Regions from separate parts of the Mus musculus genome. Here regions 2 and 3 are each linked to region 1. A link is a contact called in public promoter capture Hi-C data. All regions are on one chromosome and are shown on one strand. Each heading gives the region's core, a stretch centred on a gene start, on an enhancer-like site or on the middle of the called end of the contact. The rest is flanking DNA. Distances are from core to core; before and after follow the strand shown. Region 1 holds the start of Layn (layilin). Region 2 holds the start of 4930550C14Rik (RIKEN cDNA 4930550C14 gene). Region 3 holds the start of Zw10 (zw10 kinetochore protein).

What was found. Promoter capture Hi-C pulls out the DNA fragments that hold promoters and counts their contacts.
Region 2: a contact with region 1 is called in a promoter capture Hi-C map of hippocampal neurons, with 6 times the contacts expected there. The contact joins the promoter of 4930550C14Rik here to the promoter of Layn in region 1. A contact is called at or near these places in 3 of 39 promoter capture datasets (the 3T3-L1 cell line, cranial neural crest and hippocampal neurons).
Region 3: a contact with region 1 is called in a promoter capture Hi-C map of liver, with 5 times the contacts expected there. The contact joins the promoter of Zw10 here to the promoter of Layn in region 1. A contact is called at or near these places in 2 of 39 promoter capture datasets (both in liver) and 1 of 9 other capture datasets (adipose tissue).

Annotation. Positions count from the first base shown.
Region 1 is chr9:51,075,804-51,078,447 of GRCm38.p6, forward strand. It overlaps Layn (layilin), which reads right to left and starts at 1,291. Exons shown (of 8, transcript NM_001033534.1): 1 at 1,083-1,291; 2 at 519-542. The coding sequence starts at 1,167.
Region 2 is chr9:53,403,951-53,406,594 of GRCm38.p6, forward strand. 4930550C14Rik (RIKEN cDNA 4930550C14 gene) reads left to right here and starts at 1,336. Exons shown (of 9, transcript NM_001376944.1): 1 at 1,336-1,662.
Region 3 is chr9:49,054,239-49,056,882 of GRCm38.p6, forward strand. Zw10 (zw10 kinetochore protein) reads left to right here and starts at 1,343. Exons shown (of 16, transcript NM_012039.2): 1 at 1,343-1,549. The coding sequence starts at 1,445.

The sequences.
Region 1 (2,644 bases), core at 41-2,540:
CCGCCTGCCTTTCCAGGCCAGACTGCCAAGAGAAAGCTTAACACCTTGATAGAGTTTCCTGTATGGTCCAGGCTGGCGGCATATGTCTAGTGTATGCTAGTGAGTTCTAGGGAGTACCAGAGCTGGAAGGAGGCCCAGGACCCATCTGGTTCCCCTGCCTTCAGGAAGTGTCTTTCTTTTCTCATTTGCAGGAAGGGGAAGGGCAGGCAGGAGGTCTCCTGTCACCAAGCACAGAGCCATGCAGCCCTAACCCTCCCAGTGGCGTCAGCAGCTCCTCTGCTTAGCCAAACACCCCCTCCCAATCCTGAAACCAAAGTTAGATTTCTTAAACCAGACCCACAAGCTAGAATACAGTGGAGATTCCAATTCTACTCCATCCCTCTTGGCCAAAGGGAACCTGATAAAAAGATACCGATCGCTCCCCGCCCACGCTCCTCCCACCCACCCCCCAACCCCCCCCCCCACCCCCGCGCCCCATGCAGACCTAGTGGAACAAGAAAGAAGTCGGACCACTGTACCTCCTCTGGGGTCCAAGTCCGAGGCTGCAGTGACACACACACAGGGAAGGAAGCAGAGAGTCACTCTTGGAGCCTGGCAGGGCTGGTTCCTGGCTAACTAGGCGCTTTCCCAATCTCCAAGCATTTCCAGGCCAGCCACCCTCCCCTCAGAGGAGAGTAACAGGTACAGTTCCCATAGCCCTGCGGATCCAGGATCGGCTGCCTCCACTAGAAGGGTCCAGGCAGCATGGCGCTCAAGGGGCACTCACTGGAAGAAGTTTGCCAACTGCCCCACCCAAGCTACATCCTCCTCACCCCTTAGTAACCCCGGGGAGAGAACTGACTTCCAGCGTTGCGGATACCTAGGGTGGCCCCAGGAACTGGAGCTGGTTGCATTTTTGCTCCCTGGAAGCAGAGAATTCAAGAAGGCTGATTGGGTCCGGGGTTGGATCTGGGGATTGCCCCACTACATAAAGGGGCCAGGGTGCAGTGACCCTGAAGACAGTCCTCAACTGCTGAGGTTTACTGGGTGCATCAACCCCAGGTGCTCTGGCACCAGCCCTCTCCCCCAGGACACACACTCACCGCTCAGCAGGCGACCCTTCGAATCCCTCGGTTTGGCCAGCAGCACCGCCAGCAACATAGCCTGCAGCGCTGCTCCCGGCTGCATGGCTGGACTCCAGTGCCTCCCGACACCCTGGGACTAAGGCAGAGAAGTGGGCAAGTAGACGACTGCGTTTGAGCAACTGCAACCAAGGCAGCTGCATCTCCCAAGGATCCACAGACCCCGCACTGGGCGGAGTCCGGGAGGGCTCTGAGTCGTTGGTTGCCCATCCACCCCCTGGGACGTCACTGCGGGGGAAGGCAGCCCCTTGGGCTGGCCCGCCCCCAACGTCTAGTGCTCTGGACTCCAGAAACTGCTAACTCAGGGGGAGTAGCCAACGGAAGGGGCCGCTCTTTGCAGAGAGCCGCCCAGGGAGATTCTGAGTTTGCCTAAGAGAAAAATCCCACTAGTTTTTGAACTCCCAGAAGGTGGAAAGCGGGTACTGTACTTTCAAACAGTATAGCCTCTTGCCCTCATCACTACCCAGCTCTAGTGGGCTAAAGTAGCAAAACCCCTACTTACACCACAGTAAGCGTCAGACCAGGGCAGCACCTGGGAAAGAACTTGAGCAAGGGAGGAACAGATTCTCAAGCAGGCAGTGTGTCTACTGACTAGAGGCATTTCAGACTTGGCCTGAGGGAGACCTCCAGCAGAAGCTAGAGTATTCCAGATCTCAACCAGAAAGACACTTTGCTTTGTGTAGGGCACATATTGGAAGATAGGAGTGGTTTAGTGGAGTTCAGCTTTTGGTGGACAGAAAAATGACTCCCGTTGCAAAGAATGATCCTATTCTTCCTATGGAAGCTTTCATAACCAACCCAAGTGTATGCTCCCCTTTACACTCCCACAGTAGTTGTGTTTACATGTGTGTTCTCAAATACATTCGCACAGTAGATCCAGTCTCCCATCGAAAATCTATGAAGTAGAAAGCTGAGAGTTCATTGATCTTTCCGGTATACTATGGTATTGCGAAGCGTAGCAGAAACCACATCTCGGTTACTGCCTTCTGGATTTTGGTTCCAGTTTGCTTCTGTTTTCCTGTTTATCCAGCTTTTCAGCAGAGCAGTCAGAAAAGCAGAGAAGGGGCCCTGAGAAATGGACCAGTGGTTAAGAGCAGTCATTACTCTTGCATAGGACTGGGTTCAATCCCAGCACCGGGCAGTGGCTCACAATCAACTGTAACTCCAGTTCCAGGGATCTCCTGTCTTCTTCTGGCCCAGAGGCACGAGGCTTGCATGTGATGCACATACATACATACATACATGCTGGGAAAACACCCACAACACATAAAATGCAAATAAATAAATCTTTTAAGAAACGAAGCAGAGGTGCTTCCACACTCTTGACACACTTGTTCTAAACAGGCCTGAGATAAAGCAGGAGTAGGGATGGATCTGTCTTAGCTCCAGCTGAGAACAGAGCAGGAGCTGTGTGATTACAGAACCCCGGCACCAACAGGTGGGGACTGGCAACCCTTTCCTGTGTTCCGGTTAGACTATCTCACACCAACCATTCTCTCTAGACTGTCTCCCCAGCAAAGCAA
Region 2 (2,644 bases), core at 86-2,585, 2.3 Mb after region 1:
AAATTTTAAGACATGTTAAAATCTCGACTGTGGCTGATTGAGGGAAAGTCCTAACCACAGCCCACAATCCCTTGCCTAAAACACCCAGTCTGCAACGCTGGAGAGGGTCTGTGCCCTGCCCCCAATTCCCCTTGCAGTTCCAAGACAGCCAGGACTACATGGAGAAACCCTGCCTTGGAAAAAAAAAAAAAAAACCCTTATGGAAAAAAAATTTAAACAAAAACAAGAAAATTAATCCTTTTTTTTTTTTTTTTTTTTTTTTTTTTTTTTTTTTACAAAGTGAGTTCCAGGGCAGCCAAAACTACACAGAGAAACCCTGTCTCGAAAAAAAAAAAATTTACTCCTATCTGTGTGCTAACACGTGGCTGGTTCTGACTCCCAGCTTCATGCTCCCAGGAATAAGACTTAGACTCAAAATATATTTACAAATACCTTGGCCATAAAGCCAGGGTTTTCTCTGACTAGATCATAACTTACATAATCGACATAAACCCATTATTTTAACCTACATTTTGCCACATGGCTGGCTATCAATGCTCAGGCACCATGAGTCGGTCTCCTCACATCTTCCCGGGCTATTCTCCCTTGGGACTCTATCCCAGAATCCTTTCTGCCTCCTGGATGTTCCACCTCCCATTTCCTGCCTAAGCCATAGGCCACAGACTTTTTAATTGACAGGTGATGCATCCATACAACACACAAGTATTCTCTCTACGCATGGCCACAGTGTCTTGAAGGAGAACCAAAGCCCAAGGCCCTGTTTATGGAAACTGTGATAATTTTGAAGGTCTTGACATTCACTTTGTCACCGAATTTCCTACAGAGATTCCGCCCCCACCCCCCGTAAAAATGCATTTAGTATGTAAGGAAAATATTTTCCTAGAAGTTCATCTTCCTCACAAATTATGTTCCATGCAAGAACATAGAACTGGGCAGGTCTGAATACTCTTCATTTTACATTGTTACACTCTGACATTGAGGTAATGTCGGCGTGCAGGATATTCAACATTCAAGTCAATAAAGCATGCATTAAATATGCAGTGTGCTTTCGGGTTCTGTGAAGTCCTCTATTTAAAACCCGTGTCAGGCTAAGGAGCTTAAATTTAGAAATAGCGTTAGTCTGAGACCTCATGTTACTTAGGCCTTCAGCAAGGCCCGTCACATGCCCGAGATCTCTCTGAGTTCCTTTCTCAAGTCCTCTGCCTCTATGGCACTGAGACTGGAAGAGAGCGAGATTTCTACCAGAACAAACATCAAAGTGAGAATGGTCAGGGTTGGGGGCGGGGCCTAAGAAGGTTGCTAGGGAAGGAGCTATTAAGTCATTTCCGACTGACTAAGTCGTTACCAAGGAAACAGCGGAGAGCGACAGAGATTGGCAAGTCAAGGGACATGTTCCCTCCCCAGCTCCTTTCTGCTCTGGTGTCTGGTTTGATCTTGGCCTGCTGAAAGACGCTAAATACTCACGATCTTAGTATGCTACCATCCTTCTCCATGCTCTGTTCCCCAAACCCCTCTCCTGGCACAGTTGCTCTGCTGTGATGGAAAAGCTTTCCTCTACCTCACCAACCCCCACTCCAGCCTCGCCCTAACTCAGGAGCTGCAGCTTCGGGGATATTGCTAACCCACCTCTCGCATTGGGTTTCCTCCACCCTGTTAAATGCAGTATGTGGTTTTAGATTTTTCTCCCTAAAATATTTAGAGATGGAGGGAGCATTCTAAAGGGTACATGCTTAGGATTTCTGTCTTGTCCCTCAGTATCAAGATGTATAGGTAAAGAGGAATAGCAAAATCGTGAAGACACATTTGCTGAAAAAAATAAAATTTAGTAAAGAGAACGGGAATACGGGTTTGGAGTTGGAGGAAACCACAGGACAAGGGTGTCCACTTGCAGGGCTCCCTCTGAATCCCAGCACAGGGCTATTGGTTTGAGACTGGCTGGTAGTCCTCTCCTAATTGGCAGTTCGCACCTGGGTGTAGTAAAGTCCTGACTTAAGCAATGGTTTCCTTGTGCTCCTTGGGTCTTAGAATTGAAGTATTTCCCACGTGGTTTGAAGCCTCATAGCAAACGGTTCTGCTCTGAATCATAAGTTTCCTTTACCCTCTCCTGCGCCTTTCATCTCTCCTTCTCTAACAATATTTTCACGTTTTAGTGCCTCATATTTAAAAAAGACAAGCCCTCTTGAGTCCAGCCTCATCTTCTGGCTACTGTGTCCCTGCTTCCACATAACAGCCCAGAGCCTACTTTGTCAATTCCTCAACAACCTCGGTCTTTTGCTCTGCGGCTCCACTGCTGGTAATCAGCAGTTAGGTCTCTCTCTCTCATTTTTGACTGTACTCATGCACATTTACCTGACCTGCCATTTAGTACACTAGCAACATTTAGTATAGTTGAACGTGCCAAGGCTTTTTGGTCTTCTTTCTCCTTTCACGAAGTGCCTTTGTTCCTCGGGATCGTTTCTGCGTTGCTGTGCTAGTCACGACAGAATGGCAATGCACACGCTACACCTTTAATTTGCATCATTAACACATCGCCATAGATCCTTAAATCTTAAGTCAACTAGAAAAAGTCATAAATACCGATTTAAAACATTTGATAGTTTTCACAATGCAAATACTCTTAGGGCCAGTCTTATAGCCTCAGAAC
Region 3 (2,644 bases), core at 93-2,592, 2.0 Mb before region 1:
CATTTGTATAATAAACATCTTGTTTATTGGTTTTATTGCCTGCTCCAGGAAGGATGCTGGAGACAGATAACATCTGTTCTAAATCCCTACTGATTGAATTACCTGTATCTGCACCCTTGTCTCTGTTAATTTTATACTTTATGGTATTGCTGCACTAATGGCATTCCATTTGGCTATGTAAAACACTTGCTTGCTCTGCTGGTCAAGTAACAAAAAGTGTATAAAGGGGACAAGGATGCTCTTACAGCACGCATCCCTCTCCTACAAAGAGTGTCACGTTGGTAATAATGCCCAGTGGCTGTCTTTCAGGTCAGCCTGTTTTGCAAAGTGAACGAGTGATCTCATCTTCGCGGAACACTCTTTTGACCTTCAACAATGAAATAGTTCTAAAAAGCTATGGCTAGCTGGACATAGTGGAATAAGTGTATAATTCCTGTATACAGGAGGCTGAGGCAGGAAGATAGCTATGAATTTGATGCCTTCCAGGGCTACAGAAACCACGTCTCAAAACAGAGCCAAAAAAATCACTGAAAACTTTAAAATTAAACAACGATAAAAAGCCTTTGGTGAAATTTATTTGTAATCTCTGATAGGAAGTGATAAGAATCTTGTTCTAGGGGATTGCCCGGTGGCTAGAAGCACTCGTTGCCCTTACTCAGGACCAGGACTCAATTCCCAGCATCCACATGGTGGCTCATGTCATCTGTAAGTCCAGTTTCAGGGACTGGACTTACTTGCCTGCTTCTGACTTCCATGGACACAGCCAAAACATTCATACGTATCTTAGAAAGAAGGTTTTATAAAAGAATGTCTGTAGCACTTACAGGACCGTTACACTAAGTATAAATTTGTACCATATCCATGTATCAATATACTTAATATGAGGCACTATTAACAAACACTATTAGAAAGGTGCAATTGTGGGGATCCTTTCACTTATGTCACTCTCTCGCACAATTCCAGAGGGCAAAATTCGGGTAGACTTAGCTGCTGAGCCCAATGAATGAATAACAAAAAAGATCGAGATGATTCTGTAAGTATCGAGCTAGATAATCTCACAGGAAAACCTGAGATTACTGAGTATAGGGAGGGCCATAAAGGATTATTACCTGAAACATTCCGCAGTTTCTAGCGAAACCAACCCAACCCTACCCAAAATACAAGAAGAAAAAAACCGGCGGGAACAGACTGGCGTTTGAAAACCTGTAGGGAGCAGATGACGCCTGCGCACTTTGGTGCCTTCTAGACGCCACTGAAACAGCGGACGCCTGACGGCGCGAGGCCTCCTGGGAACTGTAGTGTGACCCTCTCCTGTGCGCGAGCGCCGGACCCCGTAGAACTCAGTTTCCCGGCAGGCCCTGCGGTGAGGCCGCTGGCGGGACCGGAGCTGCGGCGCTGGCAGCGGGGTTGACCTATCCTGTTTGTGTGGGTACGCTTCGTGGCGATGGCCTCTTTCGTGACAGAAGTCTTGGCCCACTCGGGGAGCCTGGAGAAGGAGGATCTGGGCACCAGGATCAGCCGCCTGACCCGGCGGGTGGAGGAGATCAAGGTGAGGGCGGGCCACAGGCTGCTGCCGCTGGGGAGAGCCGGGTGCGGAGCCTCCTGAGTTGGAGGCTCAGAAGTGTTGGGGGGCTGTTTGGAGCACGGCCGCAGAGCGGTTGGAGACCAGGGCCTGGGATTGTGAGGAGGAAAGGCCGTGGCTGTTTAGTGGTGGGGAGTGGGGCCAAGTTGGGCAAAAGTGAGCCGCTGATGGAGAAGACTGAAGAAACCTGCGGAGCCGGAGGTGGGACTGGAAGCCCGGATGTCCACTTAGGACAGGACAGCCGCCCTATCTGTCATCTCTACCCACTCCTTCATTTATGGATGGATGTAATAATTCTAGGAAAGTCGCGTCGTTCTCCTCGGATTTTCTTTTAACTGGTTGAATATGTTTATAAAAGTATTACTTCACGCACGGAACTTGAGGCATGCTGAGGGCTGATGAGCTGGTACCGGCATGAATATGCAACTCACAGCCATAGTTTTACTTCGTATTAGTGCTACCTGGCAAGCCAGGTCTTCAGTGGCTTTCTTTGAAAATGACGTGTACCTCACTAAGTCTGGACTTGGTAGGCGCTACCTAACAACTTTCTTCTTCTTCTTTTTTTCTTTCTTTCTTTTCTTTTCTTTTTTTTTTCCTAGACAGGGTTTCTCCGTGTAATAGCCCTCGTTGTCCTGGATTCAAGCTTTGTAGAACTGGCTGGTGTCGAACTCACAGAAATTCGCCTGCCTCTGCCTCCCGAGTGCTGAAATGGAAGGTCTCCACCATCCCACCCGCTCCTAACAATTTTTGATGTTAGAGTTCTTAATTTTATGTATTCATGCCACTGGCATTTCTGTAGTGTGGCTTACGGTTTTTTGTTTTTTAATGATCTAGGATGAGGACATTGCACTAGTATTTGTTTCATACATAAGTTTGAATCTTCAGTCAACTGAGAACTACTTTCTGTGCCTCAAGCAGGCATAGTCCTTGCACCTCCAGCTTTTTACCACTTTAAATGTATTTCTACACACACACACACACACACACATACACACACACACACCTCTTCCATCTCAGTTGTAGCCTCCTGCATAAAACAAATGCCTGACTTTTCTCCTGAGT